Regions from separate parts of the Mus musculus genome. Here region 2 is linked to region 1. The links are chromatin contacts, called in public Hi-C maps. All regions are on one chromosome and are shown on one strand. The core of a region is the stretch at or near the end of the contact, and the rest is flanking DNA. Distances in the headings are between cores, read along the strand shown.

What was found. Hi-C and Micro-C count contacts between places; a contact is called where the count stands out from the background.
Region 2: a Hi-C map of cerebral cortex shows a contact between it and region 1, with 2.5 times the contacts expected there. The contact joins the enhancer-like site here to the promoter of Nefm in region 1. A contact is called at or near these places in 1 of 39 promoter capture datasets (pre-B cells), 2 of 484 Hi-C or Micro-C datasets (cerebral cortex and forebrain) and 2 of 115 datasets of contacts at active chromatin or transcription factors (differentiating embryonic stem cells and embryonic stem cells).

The regions. Positions count from the first base shown.
Region 1 is chr14:68,120,493-68,127,484 of GRCm38.p6, forward strand. Nefm (neurofilament, medium polypeptide) reads right to left here and starts at 4,512. Exons shown (of 3, transcript NM_008691.2): 1 at 3,248-4,512; 2 at 2,329-2,453; 3 at 1-892. The coding sequence starts at 4,321. A230070E04Rik (RIKEN cDNA A230070E04 gene) reads left to right here and starts at 3,260. Exons shown (of 3, transcript NR_045897.1): 1 at 3,260-4,336; 2 at 5,026-5,204.
Region 2 is chr14:68,215,173-68,222,164 of GRCm38.p6, forward strand. No RefSeq gene overlaps it. Among named protein-coding and RNA genes, the nearest start is that of Nefm, 94 kb to the left of the region's middle. Within about 2 kb of position 4,274, at least 29 of the 459 cell types and tissues checked have an H3K27ac peak or open chromatin away from gene starts, as enhancers often do. A contact at or near this core is called in cerebral cortex and forebrain, where this site is marked.

The sequences.
Region 1 (6,992 bases), core at 3,262-5,761:
CTCCTCTTTGGTGTCTTTCTCTAGGCTCACCTTTACCGACTTGCTGATGGTGATCACCTCCTCCACAGCCTTCTCTTTCACCGGGGACTCGGCCTTCTTTTTATCTGCAACATCTTTTGGCTTCTCCTCCTTTTTCTCCACCTTCTCTTCCTTGGGTGATTCTTTGGTGACTTCCTTCTTCTCTTCCTCAACTTTCTCTTCCTCCTTGTGCTCACCCTTCCCGGCCTTGGCCTCTGGTTTTGGCTTTACTTCTTCCACGGGTGATTTGGGCATAGGGGATTTGGCTTTCTCAGGCTTCTCGACCTTGATTTCCTCCTTGACAGCCACTTCCTCAACCTTTCCCTCAATTTTCTTTTCCTCCTTAGCTTCTGCTTCCTCTCCTTCACCTTCTGCCTCGGTTTCTCCTTCTTCTTCTTCCTGCTCACCTTCATCTTTTTCACTGGAGCCTTCCTTCTCAGATCCCCCCTCTTCTGCCTGGTCTGACTTGACACCTTCATCTTCCTCCTCTTCTTCCTCCTGGCCTTCCTCTTCTTCCTCCTTTTCCCCTTCCTCCTCCTCTTCCTTAGCCTCAGGAGACTTCACGGGAGACTTTTCGGCTTCTGGTTCCTCCTCCTTTTCTTCGGCCTCTTCCTTCTCCTCTTTGGCGGAGGCTGCCAACTCCTCTGCGATGGCTGTGAGGGTTTCTTCCATTTCTGACTTCTCATCTTCCACTTTAGTTTCTTCGATGATCTCCTCCACAAATTTGTGTTGGACCTTGAGCTTGGGGGCCTCGACTTTGGTCTTCTGAATCTTACTGGATATTGTGACTGAGGGCTGTCGGTGTGTGTACAGAGGCCCGGTGATGCTTCCTGAAAATGTGCTAAATCTGGTCTCTTCCCCCTCTAGGAGTTTCCTAAGGAGAGAACCAAAGAGGATGAGACATCAAGAAAGACTTGTTTGGTCTTCTAATCTTCATTACCACAAGCTTAATGTAGTGGGCACTTTTGAATAAATAGAACCACGTAAGGAAATACTCTTTCTACCAGGGCAGTGAGTGCTTACTGCCATTTCATCAACATGTTTATCATATCCTGGGGCAGATTCTCCAAGAGTGCCAGACAGTCCTCTGCTGTAGTGCCTAGCCACTCCCAGTAGACAACTAACCACACCCAGTCAGTAAATGCATCTCTGCGGCAGGCATGCAGTTGCGCGGCAGGCATGCAGTTGCGCGGCAGGCATGCAGTTGCGCGGCAGGCATGCAGTTGCTGTAGGTGTAGTATGAATGTGCTAAAATGGTCTCTAGTGGCCAACCCACTTTGTCCCCCAAACGGTGTCCTCCCTCATCATTTGAATTGCCAAGATTTCTATGAGTTTTAAAAGCAAATAAAATGTTCAATTTAAAATTAAAACTATTGAGCATAAGTCAGAATGTTGATGAATTTAAATTATAGCTACATACGAATATAGGTGAAGCAAATTATAATTTGTTCAGTGACAGAATGTCTCTTGGTACAGTCGTTTGGTTCCCTTAAAAAGACAGTGCAGCTTATTCTTGCTGTAACAGCCTTACAGGAAGTGACTGCCTCCTCAAGAGCTGTATGCTTTGAGTCTGGCCAACAGAAAGACAGCATTACTCAGGAGACCTAGATAGAACCAGTTTACAGATAAAGAGATCAAACCTATATTTGCCTATATGTCTAGTTCTATATGTTTTTATACATACACGCTTGTCTAGATCTAGATATGAGGGTATCACACTTTACATATGTAGATAAATATATATTAAATTTACATTTCTATCCAGATTGAATGCATGTATATTATCCATAGACTTAAAGTAAGTGCACCTATATTCTAGTGTGCCTATATCTAGTCTCAGCCAGAGGATGGCAACAGTAAGCTGTAACAGAAAGAGAAGAGAAGCATGACCTGGTGTTTGTCCTTGGCTTTATAAAAGAGAACCATCAGATGAAATACTAAAAATGAAAACTTCATCTGCTTGTCAGACATACAGACGCTTGAAACAAAAATTTAAACCTATTGCTACGCCCCCAGCAACTCAAAAGTACTATTCTTTGGTGCATATTTGGGCTTTTTCATACAATATATTTTGGTTCCCTCCCCCAGTTCCACCCTCCTCCCCGATCTTCTCCGTAGTCACTCTTTAAAGCTGAAGTAGGTTGGTAAACCTGTATCTGTAATACTTAGGATTCTGTTCGTAACTGAGCTGGGGAGTCAGGGCTCTGAGCCTGTCTCACTAGGCCAGCTTTGGTTTAAGTGGGGAAGGCTGTTCGCAGCAGCCTCTGCAGTGCCTGTAGGGTCTGGACCAAGTCTGCAGAGATCCTGTACCTGTACGCGGCGATCTCGATGTCCAGGGCCATCTTGACGTTAAGGAGATCCTGGTATTCTCGCAAATGACGAGCCATTTCCCACTTGGTTCCCCGAAGTTCATTTTCCAACTGCTGGATGGTGTCCTGAAAGGTACAGGGAGTCTCTAGAAACTTCCTTCACAAGACACTTGCTATTCCCTGCCCCGAGCCCTTTCCTACCCACCCCCGGAATTCCCCCTTCCCCGCCAGTCCCATGAGCCTCGCAGACATCCCTCCTAGCTATCCCTCCTTCTTTTATGATAGTAAAATTCAAAACAAAGCAACAAAAATCAACCAGACAGTTCCTAGGCACAACACACACGGAGACTGGCAAGCCTAGAATGCCCCTAGAAGGGAGCACTGAGGAATCTGAGGAAGGTCCCTAGCGGACTTTGCCCCCCCCCCAATCCCCGCCCAAATTTTGGACTGAAGCCAGCTTTGAGAGCTCCGCCCATCGCGGCTGGAGGCGGGGGGGGGGGGGAGTGGAGAGTAAGGGGGTGAGGAGGAGGGGTGGAGATATGGGTGGGGGAGGGGAAGGGGAGCGAAGAAGGAGGCAGGAATACAAGAGACTATCTGTGCTCCTGCTTATTAAACGGTGTGTTTCTCAACGACCAGAATGTGCCTTTTTACTTTTACAGTAAAATCTATCGTAGGAAAGCAAGTTTTTGAAGGAGATGGGAATTTCTAAGTAGTTGCGGCAAGTGGGTGGGACAAGGAGGAGGGGCGGAGCACAGACCTTGGGCTTTGGCTAACCCGCGTCTGCGAAGCTCGTGCGCGCACTGGAATGCGGCCACCAGGGAGCGCGACCAAGAGGGCCTCTGGGCGCGCTCTCGAGTGTCGTGTCGGGGGCGCGCGGCGCTGGCGCTGGCGCAGGCCGGCCGCGCAGCCGCGGTTCCTACCTGGTAGCTGCTGAGGTCGTGGTTGTGGCGCTCCTCGATGTCGCTGAGCTGCCGCTCCAGGGACTCCTTAGTGCCTCGCACCGACTCGAGCTCGATGCTCTTGGACTGCAGCTGGCGCCGGTACTCGGCGATCTCTTCCTTGGCAGAGCGAATGGCCTCCTTGTTCTGCTCGGCCGCCTCGGTGAGCTTGGCGTAGCGGCATTTGAACCACTCTTCGGCCTGGTGCATGTTCTGGTCTGAGTGACACTCGAGCTGGGAGCGGATCTCCTTCAGCGCCGTGGAGATGTCTGTCTTCAGGTAATCTTTGCGCTCTACCGTGATGTGCGACGCCTGGATCTGAGCCAGCAGGTCGGCCACCTCCTCTTCGTGATTGCTCCGCAGGAAAGCCACCTCATCCTGCAGCGACTGCACCTTCTTGTCCAGCTCCACCTTAACCATCGACGACTCTTCGATGTCTTTGCGCAGCGCGCGAATGGCAGCCTCGGTGTCGTCCCGCAGCCGCGCCTCCTCCTCGAAGCGCTCCTTGAGCCGGTGGATGTCTTCCTCCAAGTGATCGGAGTCCAGCTGCACTTGAGCCTTCTCGTGGTTCACCATCTCGAGGGTGGCGCGCAGCTCTCGGATCTCCTGGTCGTAAGCATCACCCAGCTGGGCGTGCGAGGCCTGCTTCTGCCGCAGTGCCTGGATCTCTGCTTCGATCTCCTTGTTCTGTTGTTCCAAGTAGTGCACTTTCTCGATGTAGCCGGCGAAGCGGTCGTTCAGCCCCTGCAGCTGCTCTTTCTCGTTAGAGCGGGACAGTTTGTAGTCGCCGCCGGAGCCGCCGTTGAGCAGCGACGAGGACTGGCTGAAGTCGAGGCTGCTCTCGGCCGAGCTGAGCATAGCCGAGCTGTAGGCGAGACGCGGGGCGAGCGCGCTGCGCTTGTAGGAGGAGGACACGGTGCTGGGCGAGCCGCGGGACCAGGACTGCGAGCGGAAGCCGCTGGACGGGGAACCGCTCACGCGGCTGAAGCTGGAGCGGGTCTCGGTGACCCGCCGGTAGGCGGACGGGTTGCCCAGCGAGTCCAGCGTGTAGCTCATCTTGGAGGCCTTGGGGTGTGTGGCTGTCACAGCGTTCTGCCGGCCTCGCCGCAGCCCCTTTATAGCGGAGCAGCTGGTCCCGGGCCAGGGCCCCGCCCCGTGGAGGCGGCGGCCGAGGAGGCGGGGACTGCGGGTACCGGGCCGGGGGTGGGGGGAAGGGGGAGACAAGCCTTGCGGTGATTCAGCGGCCGCTCCACGTGGGCCCGCACCACACTGGACCCCACACTTGGGTGTCGCCGGGCCGGCCTTTTCCTAGCGTCCCCTTGAGTTCCAGACCTCTTGTCACCCGGTAGCTTGCCCTTCTCTGCTTTTTCACCAGCAGTTTGCAGTTCACAGCTTTGGCGCAAGTGCCCTTTCCCAGCGCCCTTTCTTTGTCTCGCCACTCTCGGCCCTCTGAGCAGCTCTTCTCTGGCTTCCTGACTTTCGTCTGGCCCCCTACCTCTTAGTCTCTTTCTTCCTTACTTTTGGCCGTAGGGTCCGCTGTTCTTTATCACACACACCCCTCCCACCTCTCCACGAGGCCCTTCTCCCTCTACTTTTTTTTTTTTTTCTTCATCCGGCATTTCCCTTGAAGCCCTTTCCCCTGGGACTTTTTTTCTTTGCAGCCTCGACTTTCACCCCTTAACCCCCAACTCTCTTTTTGTTCCCCCATCCATCCTTGTCTTTCTTGTCTCCCCCCCCCCCCACTCCTCGTCTTAAAGCAGCAAGAGATGAGCTGAGAGTTATGCAGAAGAAAAAAAAGAGAGAGTTTTTGAGGAATGGCCCGCCGGAAACCTCCGGAAAGGGGACAAAGAAGACAGGCCGGGGTAGTCATTTGTGTTAAAAGTGGAAAGTGGCACTCCAGTCTGCTTAACTGTTGGGGGACGACTGCAGCTTCCAGCAGGTAAGGCGCTGTGACGCCCAAGGATCCGGCAGCACCAAGGACAGCGCCCAGGCGTGCCCATGGGATTCTGCTGGGTTCGCAGCCTACCAGAGTCCAGAGGAGGGTCACTTCTGGCTCATCTCCTCCAGTGAATACTATTAAACCTGTTTGTAGGGGCTGTTTGTTTGTAGGGAACAAGCTGGAAATCCCACACTAAGACAGTGCAGAGTTGGCACAATGAACAGACTGCAGATTTTGAAATCAACTAAAAGCCATTCAACTCAGTTAAGGAAAATAGAGACTTGAAACCCAGTTTGACTTTACCAATAAGTGAGGGATGTTAGGGAAGGAGGAGACACAAGGCCTGAAATTTGAAGGTCAACTACTCACCGGGAAGGGGAAATCCGAGATGAAAAAAAAAAAAAAACCCAGGGAGATAGTGTGTATGTTAAGTTTGAAAACTGCATAGTCATCTTTCTGTCTGGGTACTACTTACGTGTACTGTTACAACCGACAGGGCAACTGAATTAGTTTTAAATTAATTGAAAGGTAACTGGACAGCCTCATCTCAGTCTTGAATAAGCCAGGTGGTCCCTCTGCCCCCATTTAAAAACGCAACCTATTTCCTTATGTTGATTTTGATGACCGATTTGGACCCACCATCCCTTAAGCATGCTTATTTAAACAAACATTCTACAGGGGTTTCCTTTGACTGTATATTTGAACTGAAAATGTCCTTCTATTTTGGATTACAGTTTGGGAAGATTCAGAGTGAAAAAGTTCAGAGTCTTGACAGAGAAAGTGAGAGATGGACTGCAGTCCTGCGGGGGTGGGGGTGGGGGTGGGGTGGGGGGTGTCACAGGAAGGAGTGGGCGTTGTGAAATGCTTACTGTGGGTCAGAATAAACCAGCGCTTGGAAGCAGAGAAGGCAGACTGTTGTACCTTTTCGGGCATATATTCTCTAACCTCTGCTTCATTATGTGACAGAGTTGTAGTCATCAGTAAGTAATCACAGACGCCTCCCTTTCTGAGGCTTTGATTTTGTAGTTTTATAAGCTCCCAGCCCATACATTTTAAGATAGAAGCGAGTTTTTAAAAGGAAAAAAGGCTCGTTTAAGGAGTTAACTTTTGGATCTCGAATGTGAAACTGCAGCATTGCGGGCTGCGGGGGTGGAGGGTGAGGGGGCTGGGTATGAGGCGGATCTGATCTGCTGAGTATTGCTTACTGCTCAAGCAGAGAGAGCCCAGACTCAAGTCCCCAAAAATGGCGTTCCACAAAGTGGACGACTAACTTGTAAATATTGTAAAACCCCAAATTTATCGATTTCCTATGGAAAAAGTAAATGAAAATAAAAACTTCCTGGGCTTGTCAGGTGTGGGCTAGCAGGGTGGAACCTCAGCAGGATGCCATGTAGAAATCGCTGCATCCGAACTATGCGACATTTTTCCTTGAGCCCTGTGCGGCTGCCTGCTTTTACTAAGATAAATAAAGCTGCCAGCAGTTTCCTGCTGCACACTCATGGGGAAAGCTCCCTGCAGTGAGAGCACATGGGTAGCAAACAGGCTTCAGCTGCGAGTTTTCTGCGGGGCTTTGGCAATGAGATGACTCTGCAGAGACATTTACAAGGAAACATGTGTTTAATTTCACCATCAGCCTGTTTTGCCTCTTGTCTAAACCAGCTCGAAAATTGTTAAACATCCAACCAGTTGCAGAAAGGAAAGTGCTGCTTGCAAACAAAGTCATGGCCAATTACTTAGGCTAAACCTGGTGCTGATAGCTTAACATTTTAGCTGCAATGTCACCTGAAC
Region 2 (6,992 bases), core at 3,024-5,523, 94 kb after region 1:
TAAATGTACCACATTTTCTGTATCCATTCCTCTGTTGAGGGGCATCTGGGTTCTTTCCAGCTTCTGGCTATTATAAATAAGGCTGCTATGAACATAGTGGAGCATGTGTCCTTAACGGTTGGGACATCTTCTGGATATATGCCCAGGAGAGGTATTGCTGGATCCTCCGGTAGTACTATGTCCAATTTTCTGAGGAACCGCCAGACTGATTTCCAGAGTGGTTGTACAAGCTTGCAATCCCACCAACAATGGAGGAGTTAAACCTGCCTTTTGTAATAGGTCTTGGGCTCTACTGAAGACCTCGATGCTTATTTTTGATTTGGATGCTTACTTTTGAGTTTGTGAGTTGTTGCCAAGCCTAGACTTTAATTGCTTATCAAAAGTGTTATATACAGCCATTTTCATCCTGTCATAGGCTCCTTTCCACTCTCTGGATAACGTTCACAGATGCACCCTGAGTCTGATTTATCCTTCTTTTGTTGCCTGTGTGAATGGTGTAACCTCCACCAAAATTCAAAGATCATGAAGATTTTTGCTCCAATTTTTCTCCTAAGAACTTATTCTTTTACCTTTTCAGTGAAGGAGGTTGTCAGCTTCTTGTAAACTTTTACAAGCTGTGGGGTCAAGGCCTAAATTTTGTCATTTGTGTGTTAGAAAGACTTTCCTTTCCCACTACAGACTTGTTGGGGTGGGATAATCCAGGGATTGAGTTCTCATTTCTTTAGTCAATATGGCTGTGTCCACACCACTACCACAATGTTTGATGACTATAGTGTTGTAGTTAGTTTACATGCGATGAGCTGAGAATTCTCCATTTCTATCCTTTAACTTCGAGGTTGTTCTATCTCTTCAGAGCCAAGTTCCAACTCTGCTTTCCCTTGATAATGAACATGCAAGCCAGGTAGACCCTTTTCTCCCTCAAAATGCTTTGAATCATGGTGTTTATCACAGCAAGAACAAAGCAAAGCAAAATGTAAATCTTTTACCTCCATGCTTAGGTCTGCCATTAAATAATTCTCTTTGGCATTTTCCAGTTGCAGAGCTCCTGTTTGTTTCTGTCCTATATGTTCCTACTTATTTGTTAATTGCAGGTTTCTTCATCCACTGCTTGCTTGTCTAATTATTCTCAGTTGACTAAATGTCTGTTTTGTTTTGTTGATTTTTATCTGTCTTTAAGATTACTTTTGAAAAGGCATTAAGGCAATTTGTAGATTCTTTGGAGCATGGTTAGTTTCCTTTGGTGATGTCACGCTTGTTTAATTCTTCATTATCTATTTAGTCTTGTGCTGCTGGTGGCTGTACACATGAAGAGGAAAACATCTTATGAATTAGTTTTGGGGAGTAAAAGTCCGCTGTGTTGTTGGGTCTTTGTGCTCATGGGGGAGTGGCTCAGAGGGTTGTGGTCAATGAGTTTGAACTGGGTCATGTGACTCCTGGGTTCATAGTTTATTTGCTTGTTACCTGAGGCTTCAGTGTATGGCTCCTACTTGGTCTCTGAATGGGCTGGATCACTCAGGACCAAATGTCTCTCCCATCATGGCCTGTGGGCTTCAGAGTAGGATGATAGTCTATTTCAGCATTCATAGATAGTGAGCTTGCTGCCAGGTTCAAAGCTACTAGATGTGTTTTCTCCTGGTTCCCAGGGACAAATCCTACTGGATCATTGTGTGAGTCACTGTAAAGAGGCACTGGTCCTGAACGGTGGCTCAGGTGGGCTGCAGCTGAGTCACAGGCTCTTTTGGGAGCTACAGCTGAAACTGAGCTCTATTGTGCTTTCTCTGCTGCAATGAGCTGGCATGTCTTCTCATGGGTCTTAGGAAGCTAAGACAGGACAAGAGCTGGGCTTGATTTGCCAGAATGTTTTAGGAGCTAAAGTAAGACAAAAGTCTGTGGCCTTTGGTTGATAATATGATTAGTGGGACAATCAGGACCATAGCCATATGCACAAGAGGAAAGGCCATTTGGAAGTTGAAACTAGAACCTTAGTTGGAGTGCCTGCCCTTCCTTAAGCCTGTCTTTGGCTCTGTGGGGCTTTTCTAACCTCTTATACCAATCCTGATAATCAAGGATACTGATGACTTAATATGTATACAGTCAAGCATATTAATGATTTATTTGCATAGTTATATGTGTTTTGTGTGTGTGTGTGTGTGCATGTGTGTGGTTATATGACTTGCTTAGTTTTCTTCTTTTTGTCATACATGAAGTTTCAAAAATTAAATTTCTATATTTCAAGTCATTATTTTATATTTTAATTGAGTTTATCTTTATATTAAATACATGGTAAATAATATAACTGGTATTTGATGTATATAATGGCTGCAGTAGCCTTTTCCATGCCTTTAAAATATCACATTGTCATCTAAATTTATATTCATATATGTAAATCAATATATAATCCTCTACACATTTTCTTCTCTATATGATTGATTTGCTTGTCTATATTTATATGGTGCTGTAATGTAGTTTTGTCTTATGTTTTGATATTTTTTAAGGGGGCAATCTTTAAAGCTTTCATTGATTATTCTTACAGAGTCAATCTCCATATAATCTGTTTATTATATCCTGTGTAACTTACTTTCAATGATTTTTGCATATTAGTTCAGAGAAGGATCCAGACTTTGCTTTCAGAAAGTAGTAAAAGCAGACATCAGGGAAGCTTAAGTAGGCTCTGGTGGGATGCTTCTTCAGTTTTAAAGACAAGGTCATAGAACCGTGGGGCACATGCATTTCAAAGGAACAAGGCTTCCTGGCAGATGCTGCAGTGAGCGTCCCCTATCCACATATTTACCAGTTGCCAGGATTGGTGTTTCTAAACGAAGCAACTTTGATAAAACTTCATGCAGGAATGGTGTCTAGTGAGTTCTATAACAGCCATTCCTCAGGACCTCTCCATCTCTTTAAATCAGTATTCCCAAGTGGCTCGGTGGGAACCCCTTCAGAAGAGAACACAAGAGATTCTGGGAAATGGAAGCAAAAATGGTGCTGTGTGGGAGAAGGAGTGCTGAAATAGAATCACTGTCAGATAAAATATATCCCTAGGACATGTAAAGGTGGGGCCGAGTATGCAAGGGAATCAGGATGTTCGTTACAAGGGAAGACATTAGATTAGTGGACTCAACCTCTCTCCATGGACCCAGGATGAGCAGATTGCAGGTACCAACCCGGAAGCATGGCATCAGGTGCCGTACCCTGCTTAGCATCAAAAGCAATATTCCCAGTTGTGTGAGTGTAAGGAAGAGTCCCGTAAAGCTTAGGCATTGCAGTCTTGGGCTCCCAAGCTGGGCATTTATCTAGCTTTTTTTTTCTTCAGAGTTCTTTCCTCTGTGTGTGTGTGTGTGTGTGTGTGTGTGTGTGTGTGTGTGTGTGTTTCCTTTCTGACTCTCTATAAAAGTTAAGTGGAAAGGAAAAAAAATGTTCTGAGCTGAATCTCCTGCAGCAGCAGCAGCATGCAGGGCCACAGCTCTCTTGCTGAGCCTCATTTCTGCTGGGGCTATTTATAGACTGGCTCTGAAAATTTCCTTAGTAACAGGGTTGGGAAGAACTCTACCTTTGCTGCAGTGGGTGTCCCGAGCCAGCCTGTGGCCTTGTCCCCGATTCCTACAGCTTAGATAGTCTCAAGTGACCGTACGTTAGACATTACCTTCTCTGCCTTCAACATAGTTTATGGTTGGAGGAGTTTCATGAATATTTACTGCTCTAATCATGTGCTATATTTTGTTTTGATGGTAATGTGCTCTATTGAAGAGGAGATATTTCATATGGATAGCCAGGCTTTGTGCAGCAATGACTGAGGTGTAAGGGGAAGTTTCTCAGCCTTTGAGAATTATTATCCTTCTATTATAGTTTACATTTTCTGGGCACTGCTCAGAATCCTAACCTTTTCCTTTAAGTATTTACCCCTCTTTAAGTTTGTTCTTTTTTTTTCCCCTTCCCTCCAGCTTGGCCATCTGTCTCCCTCCCTTCGCTTCTGTAGAACCGTGCAATGAGTACCTGGTGGGGGGAAGGGCAGCACATGTCATCAAAAACATTTAGTTTTCAGAAAGTACAGAGTGACTTCTGCAACGTGTTCTACATCTTCTTGCCATCTGGACCTATAACCTCACCCAGTTAGAGCTCAGCTAACAAGGCCAAGGTCGTGGATTCCGACTCAGCGTGGTGATCCAGGTTACCTTGCTCAGGGAAGAACTTGACATTGCCCCCTCCTACAGTTGCTGGGACTGGTTGGGTCCATCTTGAAAGGCTGCTGACACAGGAGGTCCTGGAGAGATTTGGGCATGAGCCAGCCCTCAGTGTTAGTCGAGTAAACACCAAAGCATATGTTATAGGCTGGGTAGTCAGCAGGGCTCTCAATCCAATGCGGTTTTTACATTAAGCTTTAAAATAAGCCAATAAGAAATCCTTGTTTTTGCACGAGTTCACTTGCACAGAAGAAAATATGAACTCTCAGTTTGGCTCAATGTTTCTACCTTTGTTCTGCTTGTTTACTTGTTTTCCTTAGTTACCGCTTAGAAAGTAATCCTCAGTTGAGTTACAGATTTTACTGGTAGGAATGAAGGGGCCAATATAAGTGAATGTGGTGAGAGGAGCTGTTATGAGTAGCTGGGATGAGAAGTGCCACTGGCTAAATACAAAGTTTGTGAGACTCTTCTCTAAAGCTTTGCCCGACTACTGATAACGTATCCCCAGGATGATTAAATGATTTCTGTTTCTTCCATCTCACTTCTGTGCACTCCACACGTGATTGGCAGGGAACTGCCTCTTCTCTCCAGCCAGAGAATGCATCTATAGAGATAGTGGCAAGTACACTATCTCACAGGCTGTAACGGCTCAGGACTCTACGCGAGGGCCTTCCAAGTCACCACACTGTCTTTGGTATGCAGTCTCACATCCACAGAGTATTTCACCAGAAATGTATATTGTTGTCAACACTACATTTTCCTGTTTATTTGTGGATGAGAGATTTTACACACTTTCTCTGGCTGCATTTGTGCATGAAGTCAGATTTATACAGCTTGAGTGTGTCGTCACAAAGAGATGTGAGAGCTGGTTTAAATAAAATGAAACAAAACAAAACAATATAACTCAACCCCCCAAATCAAGCACCTAACTAACTAACTAACTAACTAACTAACTAACTAACTAACTAACTAACTAACTAACTATCTAATTAACTAACTAACTGTCTAACTAACTAACAACCACCACCCAGTGCCGTTTTAGGAAGGGTATCTGGCACTGCAGTGGATGAATGTAAGGTTTCTGATGTTAGACTGTTTTCATTTAGGATTGAATACTTCGTATGTTTTCAAATAGTGACTCAGCTGTGTTCATTCCTCAAGCTACTGGATTTGCTACAAAGAAGAAATAACCTTGGCAATGCTCTCCCCGAAACTCATTTGCCAAATTGTATTCTCACCTGCTCAGAACTGGGATTCAAAGGTGAGAAAATCATTCAAGGGACAGCATGCAGCTCAGGATCATGGGAGTCAAGAAAGCAAGAGATTCTTCCGTACTTTCCCACAAGACCATTGTGACTTCGATTATGTGACATCCTTGCTCCAATTAAAGGCATGCCTCGCATCCAGAGGGTCTCATTTACATTTTGCTGCTTTGCAACCCTGTCATCTTATCTGATACTTTACAATATTACATAATGTACCTTCTCTTGATGCAATTTCAGGCCTCCTGCTGACTGTTCAAAATCACAAAGCAGAAGGTCAGACTACATCAGTGGACGGCTATCAAGATGCATAGGCAGTAGCTCAAACAGCAGATAATTAGTATTTAAAGTGAGCCAGTGCCATGAGAAATGTAAAATAAAAAGCCATTATGGTGTTCTCTAAATTCTGTAACCGAATCTTCCATTCTTATTAAAAGGTGGCAGATTTAGATTGGTCATTAGAAATATTTCATACACATAGAACAGTATGAAATGTATGTACAGTAATAAAAGCAACCACAAAGCAAATACTCATAAAACAGTCATACCAAGTAGACATTTGTTGTTCTCCCCTGGTTGGAGCAGACCCTTCGCCAGATGGGAGGTTCACCCAAGAAAGATGGCCATCCAGTTCTGCTTGTCTCCACAGGTTTATCTGTCACAGAATTTGCCTCTGGATTGTTTTCATGCTAATGTGTTCATTTTTGAAATGCACACAGTGTGTGCACACCGTTTCTTTGGTGACTTGCTCATTATGGTTGTAATACTCTTCCATTCTCCTAGGTGCATTTCTACTTCACATATGTTTATTGCCGTGGAGCTTAATCTTGTATCCATACTTAACAACAGTCTGTATTGATTCTAGCTTAGGTCCTTTGGATGGTTTCCAGCTTGGGGCTGTTTTGAGTTATGTGACTGTGAAAAAGGTTGGGTTTAACTCTGGATTATGAGCCTTGGGGTATATGCTTTTGGGGTAGAAATCGACATCTCAGTGCTCACTAGCATCTGTCAGTCCATCACTACTGGAGGATGCTGAGCCATTTCCGAAGCATCTGTAGTGATTTCTCCATCCCCCTCCCCATTTTCTCAACTGTCAGAGGCTTTGCCAGTCTAGTGAGGAATGGCATTTCATGGAAACCTTAATTTATATTCTATTGCTTATCTAGAATGCTGATTGCATTTCTATTTAAGTAGCTAGCAAGAGTTCCTATTTGGAAAAGTCTATTCAAAATTTGCCATTTCTTCCCACCTAGGCTATTTATCTTTTTTGGGATCCTGTGTGTTACTGGGAGGGATGACTTGAAGATGAAGGATCTTGCCATGAGAAAACTGAAGAGAAGGTATGATCATGGCTCTGAAGAGTTCAGTGCCAAGGCCATACTACAGGCTTAGGGAATTCTACCCACGATCCAACACGGTGAGAAGGAGCTTAGTAATGGATGAGTCTTAGTGTAAGGAATCCACTCAGGACCCTCAAGTCCAAGCTCTCAGCACAAAGGACATTTACTTAGTTCAGAGGGATAGAGGCTGAGATAATGGATGAACACAG